Regions from separate parts of the Gossypium hirsutum genome. Here all the other regions are linked to region 2. A link is a contact called in public Hi-C data. All regions are on one chromosome and are shown on one strand. Each heading gives the region's core, a stretch centred on a gene start, on an enhancer-like site or on the middle of the called end of the contact. The rest is flanking DNA. Distances are from core to core; before and after follow the strand shown.

Evidence for each region. Hi-C and Micro-C count contacts between places; a contact is called where the count stands out from the background.
Region 1: a Hi-C map of leaf shows a contact between it and region 2, with 2.1 times the contacts expected there. The contact joins two enhancer-like sites. A contact is called at or near these places in 5 of 34 Hi-C or Micro-C datasets (callus and leaf).
Region 3: a contact with region 2 is called in a Hi-C map of leaf, with 4 times the contacts expected there. The contact joins two enhancer-like sites. A contact is called at or near these places in 4 of 34 Hi-C or Micro-C datasets (hypocotyl and leaf).

Annotation. Positions count from the first base shown.
Region 1 is chrD05:34,342,328-34,345,160 of Gossypium_hirsutum_v2.1, reverse strand. It overlaps the pseudogene LOC107902446. Among protein-coding and RNA genes, the nearest start is that of LOC121217365, 11 kb to the left of the region's middle. Within about 2 kb of position 1,525, at least 4 of the 9 cell types and tissues checked have an H3K27ac peak or open chromatin away from gene starts, as enhancers often do. A contact at or near this core is called in leaf, where this site is marked.
Region 2 is chrD05:34,135,309-34,138,377 of Gossypium_hirsutum_v2.1, reverse strand. No RefSeq gene overlaps it. Among protein-coding and RNA genes, the nearest start is that of TRNAD-GUC, 57 kb to the right of the region's middle. Within about 2 kb of position 1,272, at least 8 of the 9 cell types and tissues checked have an H3K27ac peak or open chromatin away from gene starts, as enhancers often do. A contact at or near this core is called in hypocotyl and leaf, where this site is marked.
Region 3 is chrD05:34,373,981-34,376,872 of Gossypium_hirsutum_v2.1, reverse strand. No RefSeq gene overlaps it. Among protein-coding and RNA genes, the nearest start is that of LOC107904138, 13 kb to the left of the region's middle. Within about 2 kb of position 1,487, at least 5 of the 9 cell types and tissues checked have an H3K27ac peak or open chromatin away from gene starts, as enhancers often do. A contact at or near this core is called in hypocotyl and leaf, where this site is marked.

The DNA.
Region 1 (2,833 bases), core at 276-2,775, 210 kb before region 2:
GTTATGGCATTTGCTCCAGCACCAGTAATGATTATTCTTGGAAGGATTTTAGTGGGTTTAGGGGTCGGAATGACTTCAATGACCGCACCTCTTTATATTTCCGAAGCTTCTCCTGCTCGTATTGGAGGCGCATTAGTTAGTACTAACGGTTTGCTCATTACAGGAGGACAGTTTCTGTCTTACCTTATCAATCTGGCCTTCACTAAGGTAAATGTTACAATCACTAGAATCAGAAAATTATATTTCCTTGTCAATTGAAGTTCAGGTACATTGGAAGGTTTGATGAGCAACATGCAATCTTTGTTCCAGACAAGTTGGACCTGGCGTTGGATGCTCGGGATCGCAGCGGTTCCAGCACTCTTTCAATTGATCTTGATGCTGTCACTTCCCGAGTCCCCTAGATGGCTTTACAGACACGTTACAACGTTGCTCTTATATGCAATCTTGAAACTTATGTTGTATGCATTGTTGGTATGTTTCGATTCACATTATAACATTTTGTTGTTGTTCAGAACAAGGAGGAAGAGGCCAGATCCATCTTAGAGAAAATATTTCCGGCTAACGAAGTTGATGATGAGATGAATGCCTTGAAACTCTCCGTCGAAGCGGAAAAAGCCGATGAGCATGCCATTGGTGACAACCTGATACAGAAGCTGAAGGGTGCTTTAAGCAATGTTGTAGTCCGAAGAGGACTCTATGCTGGTATAACGGTTCAAGTGGCTCATCAGTTTGCAGGATTTGCTTCAAACGAGACAGCATTGGCACTTTCGTTGATCACCTCCGGTCTTAATGCCGTTGGCTCAATCGTCAGTATGGTTTTCGTTGACAGATATGGTAGGAGAAGGTTGATGCTTGTTTCCATGGTTGGTATCATCCTTTACCTCGTGTCGTTATCGATAATATTCCTCGAAGCTGCCAGTCATGCTCCGAAAGTCAACCAACTTGACACCAATTCCATACCCAACACTACATGTTGTAGCTATATATCAACCCCGAAGCCTTCATCAGGGAACTGCATGTCCTGCTTGAAAGCCGGTTGCGGATTCTGCTCGAATACAGCAAACGAGGCAAACATAGATTCCATTTTCAGCCATTGACATGATCCATTTTACATCAGTGATTGATTTATTCATTTCATTGCGCAGTACTCGCCTGGAACATGCTGGAACTCACCACGAAACAAAGAGATTGGTGCCGTGGGACATGGTTCAAAGACGGTTGTCCAAGCGAATTCGGGTTCCTGGCGGTTGTTTTCCTAGGATTTTACATCCTTTCCTACTCACCAGGAATGGGAACTGTTCCATGGATTGTGAACTCGGAGATATATCCACTGAGGTACAGAGGCATTGGTGGGGATTTGGCGGCTGTTTCTAACTGGATATCCAATCTCATAGTTAGTTTGACATTCCTAAGCCTCACCAAAGCTCTTGGTTCGGCTGGCACATTCTTCTTATTTGGTGGGGTTTGCAGTGATTGGGTTTAGTTTCATTTATTGGCTTGTGCCTGAAACCAAAGGGTTGCCGATTGAGGAGGTGGAGAAGATGTGGTTATAAGCCGAAGCTCTTGAGGGCCAAGTCTAAGGATAAAACCCATCTATTTTGTCCAAAATAATATCCTTTTCGGCCCTTTCTTTATTTCTACATACATAACATAAGGTGGTTTAAATCTAATTATATATATTTCTGATTTTCTAAATAAAATATATAAAATGATAAAAATATCCTCAAAATAATTCAATTTATTTTGTAAAGTGAAGTTTTTTTTTATTTTTTTATTAAATTGATATTCGATTAACTCGTGACATCAATTTAATTAAAAGTTCATAATAAATATATAGATACACAAAAATATTTGAAAAAATAATGAATAAAAAAGTTAAATAATTCTTTTCAAAAGAAAGTTAAATAATTGTATATTGGAAAAGTATTTGATATATTATCAGTGAAATTTTTAGACCTTACAAGTAGAATTAAAATATTAAAAAATATAATAAAATATTAAAAAATAAATATTTTAAAAAATTCATATGACATATTTTAAAGCGACTTGTAGAATAATATATATTATCAAGTACCAAATACTAATTATTATATATTATGAAATAAAAATCAATAATTAATATTTGACTAAAAATATACACGTAAAAATTGAATTTGAAAATAAATAAGGTTTTTTTAAGTGAAAAGATATTTATAAATTTTTTATTTTAAACATTTAATGTTTTTTTCTTAATTGGGTAATTTCATTGAGTCAAATAACATTAAGTTACTCGAGATGTTATTGGAACTAGAATTTGGTCACATCGAGGACGTGGGTAAAAATTAAATTATTTTATATAAAAAATTAAAAATAATTAAGTAATATTTAGAATAGTTAAGTAATTTCTTATAGAGAAATATATAGGGATCTAGGGGGAATTGAATCTAAGTATTTTAATTTAAAAATAAATAAATATTTTAATAAATAATAAAAAAAGGAAAGTAACTGCTGTGATTCATTGTGTTGACTTTGGAAGCATTCAAATGGATTAGATATCTTCGCTTTTTCTTTTCCTGAGGTGTCTGCAGCTCCTTGTCTGCCGCTGCTTTGTCTCCCTTTCTTTTACAACTTCTATCAGTTCCTCAGTTTTTTTTTAAGATAACATTAATTAGTAAACATTTTTAATGAATATTACTTTTTTAAATAATAATTTTAATATGATTGGTAAGGTGAATCAGCACTTAACTATGAGTAGAAGAAAATATTTTAGATTCAAGTTGATATTGACAAAAATCAAGAAAGAAAGCTGTATGAATTTTGATTCGTAGATTCGTAGCATTTAAAGCTATTTCAT
Region 2 (3,069 bases), core at 23-2,522:
TTATCTTCTCTTGCCCTTCAAGTGAAATAAGTAATGGACGATGGTCTTATTTTAAACAGTGTAGATGTCGAATAACATAATTTGGATACTCTTTAATCCATTCCATATTACCTATACCACGATCAAGTCATTCAAACGTCAGCCCCCTGTTCCATGTAAATTTTGGATCTGTGAACCCCAAATCGTACAAGTCATGATTTAACAAAAAGGCATTAAATCTCTGACATCCATGTTTTCTTCCCTTATTCGGTCATTTGTAGTCCTTAGCACCAAGAATTGCATTCCAATCACCTCCCAATAACCACGATTTCTTCATCATCCTTGCCATTTGATTTAATGAATCCCATAATAACTCTCTTTTCTTTGCATCCGGACTCCCATAAACTACAGCCCTATTCACAGACAAGTGAATGTATTGAAAATGGCACAATTGAATATTAATTGACATTGTGTCCTTCCACATAACCCAAATGCCTCCTGCAAAACCTCTCGCTTCCACCCTGTGAGAGTAGTCAAAACCCAAATTCATAATAATCGACTCCACCCTCAACCCACTGATTCTAGTTTCTAATAACAAAACCACATCCATATCAAACTCACAGACATACTCCTTCAAAATGCAATTAAAACGAGTACGCACACAACCTTGATAGTTCCATACTAATAATTTTGGACTCATCCAAAAGAATAACAAAGAAATGAAAACCCAAACAAACAATTTTGACATCGAACCTGGTTAATAAGGTCCTTTCTTTGCTCCTCTTGAAGCTTCATGCTGTCATTAATGTTATCTTTTATCAAGCCCACAAACGAATCAATTTTCTTTGAGATGTCATCTACTAATTCCACCGTCGACACCATAACTTCTTCATTCTCTTTGTTCCGTAACGTAATGTGGTTCTGATCACAAGACTTGCCCCATTTGACGCTAGATGATCCAGGTGGTACAGAAGACGCTAAAACACAATAAAGAAATTCCAGGGCCAAGCTACCGCCACCCCTTTCCCCCTCAACCACCACGATGTTCGGATTTTGATTTTCTTCGACTACCGCTGCCTTATGCTTATTTTTCCCACTCAAACTTTCCTTGTATTCAGTCAATCCCTGAAACGTTATCCCCATCCCAACTTTCTTCAGCTCAAATTCCTAACGTGGTTCATTGATTTGTATGCCTTTTTGTTTCAGGCTATTAACTCCTTATTTTATTCCAACCAATACCTTTTTCTTAGGCCCAACACTAACTGCCAACTTCCCTTTATTTTTTGACCCATTTATCGAGGCCCATTATTTTCACCCATTGAGAAGCCCAAAGAAGGCCTAACAGCTCTACTGTTATCTTTTATCTGCCCTTCCATAATTTCAGCAATTCCAATTAGAAATTAAGGAGAAACGTGAGCCAATACTGTGATTTTGCTTATTTGTATCCATAATCGTGTTCCTCCTTGTAAGCCTCCGTGAATGGCACGAGACAACCATCCATGAGTCGAACTCCTTCGTTTCCGCCCTTCTGTTCAATTCTGCTGGTGCTGGTGTTTTCAATTTCACGTTCTCTTCCAGATTTTCTGTCAGTTCCTCTTGTCGTAGCTTAGGCCATACCTCCTTCTGATGGCCATAGAGTCCACAACCAAAGTAGACATTCGGTAAGCCTTCATACTCCACTCTCTGCAGTTTCCCTTCTACACGGACCTTAGAGATTAGAGGACAATTGAGATCAGCACTTACTTCCATCCTTGCAAATTGGCCCCTCATCCTGTTTTCCGTTTGATTATCCACCTTAATCACCTGGCCAATCGAATTACCCACTTCTAGTAAGCATTTTTTGTAAAAAGATCTTGAGAAACCTGGAAGTCGGATCCAAACCACTAATTGATTCGGAAGGCTTTGAGAAGTACTGAACAAAGAAGACCATGGCTGAACTATTAGATATTGGCCGTAAATCGTCCAAGGCCCTTCAATTAACCCCTTGTTATAATCTTCTTTTGATTGAAACTTAACGAAGTAGTAATCATTTTCTAAGTCCATTAGCTGGAACGATCGTCTTGGTTTCCACAACAAATGAAGCTTAGAAATTAGATTGTAAAAGCCAATTTTCCTGCCAAGAAACTTGATGATCACTGTTTTCGCCATACTCTTTTGAATCAGAGTGTGTACTCTTTCTGAGAATTTGATATCTAGAATTCCGTTCATCATCTCTGTAACAACATCACCATCAAGGAGCTCAAATTCATCCTCCTCATAATCTTCCTCTTATGATTCCAACCTAGTAGTTTGTCCTTGAACGAAGCCACTTTTGAACCTCCATCATCAGTCTCCATATCACCCACATCCGTTGGATCATCATCCCGACGACGGACTTTCTTTGCCCTTCCTACCCCCGAACCTCCTAACGATTGTTCCATTCTTTTTTTTTTTCTATCATGAGAATTTTAATAATTTAATATTTTTATTTCACCCTATTAAATTGATAACCGATTGACTTTTGTAAAAATATTATAACGCCCACCATAATTTTCAGATTTTAGTGAACTCAAATGACCGTACACTTAAAAGTCAAATGGAATCAATTTCAAATACAATCAATAATCGCAATGAAAATTCCCCCTTATAGATGCGGTTGGCTCCACTCTTCAATCAAAGACAAAAGCCCCATAAATCACAGTCATGAAAAACTCTCGATCTAGCTTAAAGCAAATTTTACAAATATAAACTAATTAATGGTGATCTTTGAAATACACTCATGTTTGAAAACAAATTATTTCAAAGTTTAGTTTATAAAACGGCATTCCATGCCATGCCATGGTAACTTCCTATGGTTACCTAACTCTTAAAGTTTTATTTGTATCTAATACCTTTTAAGGATAAATTCTTAGTTTTTATACTACACACAACATCATTATATAAAGATAGTCTAATAATAAGTAAATTATATTAAGTAAAAAAAACTTGAATACAATAGGTTTCGACTCGACTTGATTCGTCAAGAATGAATTTTTTTTAGAAAATTAGGTTTAGGGTAGGTCAGGTTGGATAAAATTAATAAAATAATCAGAGTCAGATATGGTCATGTTT
Region 3 (2,892 bases), core at 238-2,737, 240 kb before region 2:
CATATTTAAGACTGTAAATACTCTTAATCATCAGACCATTACATAAAATTTTATCCGACTCTTTTTCCAAAATAAAATCATGTAAGTCGAGTTTTTTTATCAATTTTGTTTCATTCTATCGTAAAATATGATTCCAGCTAATAAGTGCTTTTTTAAGTAAAATGATATAGTTTGGAGGGTAATTTTATAATTAAGCCAAAAGAGAGAAACCCTTTTTGGGTTCACATTTAATTCAATAATTGGGTCAGTTTAGGAAATAAATTAAGCAGATTTGGTAATAGGGGATATGTGTAAGGTACATGCATGTGCATGTTATCATGACGCAATCCTATTTTAGATTAGATATATGCACACTCACGAGAAATTATAGGGGTATTTGTTTAAATGAAAATTTTGTATTTAAAAAAAAAAAGAGATAGTGGATACTTTTTGATAATAGTGTTTTTAAGAAAGCAAGTAATGGAAGATATAAATTTTGAAAGAGTGATGGTTTTTAAAAGGAGTGGAATCTTTTAATCTATTTGTTAAATGATATAATTATTTTTTTAAAGTAAATTTAATAAAAAAAATTTAAAGGTAAATTCATTAGTTTATTTATTGAATGGAATCATGCAAATCAAAAAGAAAAACAGCAAACACTCGTCGTAGGTAGTGAAGAACAAATTCCATCAACACAACAAAGGCTTTAGCCTCAACATCAATAAAATATTATGACACATTGACAACTGGCTTTGTTACAACTCAAGCATGACATATCTAGAGTGTTTGCAAGCACTTAATACGATAAGAAAATCAGCTCTGGATGGTCCAAAGCTGCGAGCGAAAATCGACAAAAGAATAAGCATTCACCAAACTAGAGAGGATGACAACAAAATCATCCCTAAAATCACTTGTAAAACTAATATTACAAGCATAAGCAAGACTAAAAAACGTGCTACAAGAGTAGACAAAAACTTTTAAAATTGAAGACTTATTAAACAATGAAAAAAGAAATAAAAAAATATAAAACTTAAGACAACACGAGTCCAAATCAACACGTAAAATCATTTATTATTCTAAAATACTCTCAAAACAAAAACAAATTAAGAAGTTGATAAAGAGCTACCCACTTTCCAAGAAAAACTACTAGTGGCTGGTGAAATTTTAGCAAACGACAAGCACTGTCATCTATCCATCACAACTTGTGAAGAGAACAAAAATACCCACAAAATAGATTTACAAACTAAAAAGAGAGAAAACATGTATAATGAATGAGAAAAAAAGATCGAAAGGATTAATGGAAGAGGAAAAAGGTGGAAGCTAGCCAACCCGGAGGTTGGCACCGCCACTAAACAAAGTAAACTGCTTTCAATAATTGAATTGGGATGAAATTCAATTAATTATGTTGTGCTAAAAAAATGGGGATATTGGTATATACATTTGTGTATTTTTTTAAGACCATGTCATATGGGAAGTAATTTGTTTTTATATGGAGTACATGGCAATCTGATGTCTAAATTTAAGGCATTTGGGGCCAGCGGAGCTTGGAAGGATTCTTGTACTGGTCCATCCTTATTTTAAACCACAAATTAATTTGCATCACAGTCCAACTTCAAACTGTCTTTTTCTTTATATGAAGCCACCGAGTTCAATCTTAAGTTTTGCATAATAAATATATAGGACTGATATGGATTCAAGTTTTAAGGTTCAAAAGCAAGAGGCCTTGTGGCAATGGATTGGGCTTTCAATTAGAGTTTAAACAAATCTGGGCTTCAGAATAATTTGTGCTTTTGATTTAAAGAAAAACTAACTTGGGCTTAAAAAATGAATTTGGGCCCATTTTAACATTTATTTGGGTTCTAAAAATAAATAAAATTCAATTTGTTCCAAACAGATTTGGGATTTTTATTTTTGACTTTATTCTTATTTTCTAAAAACCAAACATAAATGGATATGAATGGAAAGAATATTTGAATAATATGTACTTGTTATGCAATTGTCCACAATTCTTTCTCATGTGTTGAAACGGTTTCAATATTTTTAAAAATATCATTCTCATCAAATAACCATTCATCTATTGATCTCCAATTCCATTACTTCAACGATTTTTCATAATTTTCATTGCAAGAGATCTTCTTTCCACACTTGTTATAGCAACTAACAAAAGCAACACAAGCCAACATTTAAAACAAATAAATCTAAGAATTTCTGTTAGAAAATACTCTACTTGACTAGTACACCTTCTTTTATTTTGTTTTTTTCATTCTTGTTAAACAGTTAGAACAAAAAATCTAAGCATTAAACACAAAGGTTTTCACGAAGCCAACATACAATTAGTAATTTTTCTTCACAAAAATAAAAATTACTAAGTGCTCTTTGGTATCACGAGAATGCAATATGTTAATTTTCAATCATAAGATTCATAGTAATTACACAAGCAAGCAAGCAACAATTTCTAAATAAAAATGTTAAATTTCTAACCAATGTTCAAGAAATTCGAGATTATAAATACAATCAATCCTAATTTCTTCAATAATTTGTATTAACCTCTAAAAATTATTACCCAATGAAGATGTTAAGAATCTCATAAAAAATAAATATCCCAAACTCATTCAATAAATAAAAAACTAAATTTTGCATAAAAAATCTAAATCTATCACAAGAAAAGTCACAATCTTAATTTTTTGGATATTAATTAATAAAGCTTGAAAAAAAAGTTGCTACTAAATTAGGCTGATCATATATCTTTTTAAAATTCTAGAGAGATTCTGTGAGAAAATAAGAGTAATTTAAAAGAAAGTGACGAGTATAAAAGGAAAATAAAAGAATTAGAGATTTGAGTTTCAATATTGGAGAAAAGTTGGTTTATTTTTATATAAAATAATTTTTATAAAAAAAGGAATTCTTTTTCAA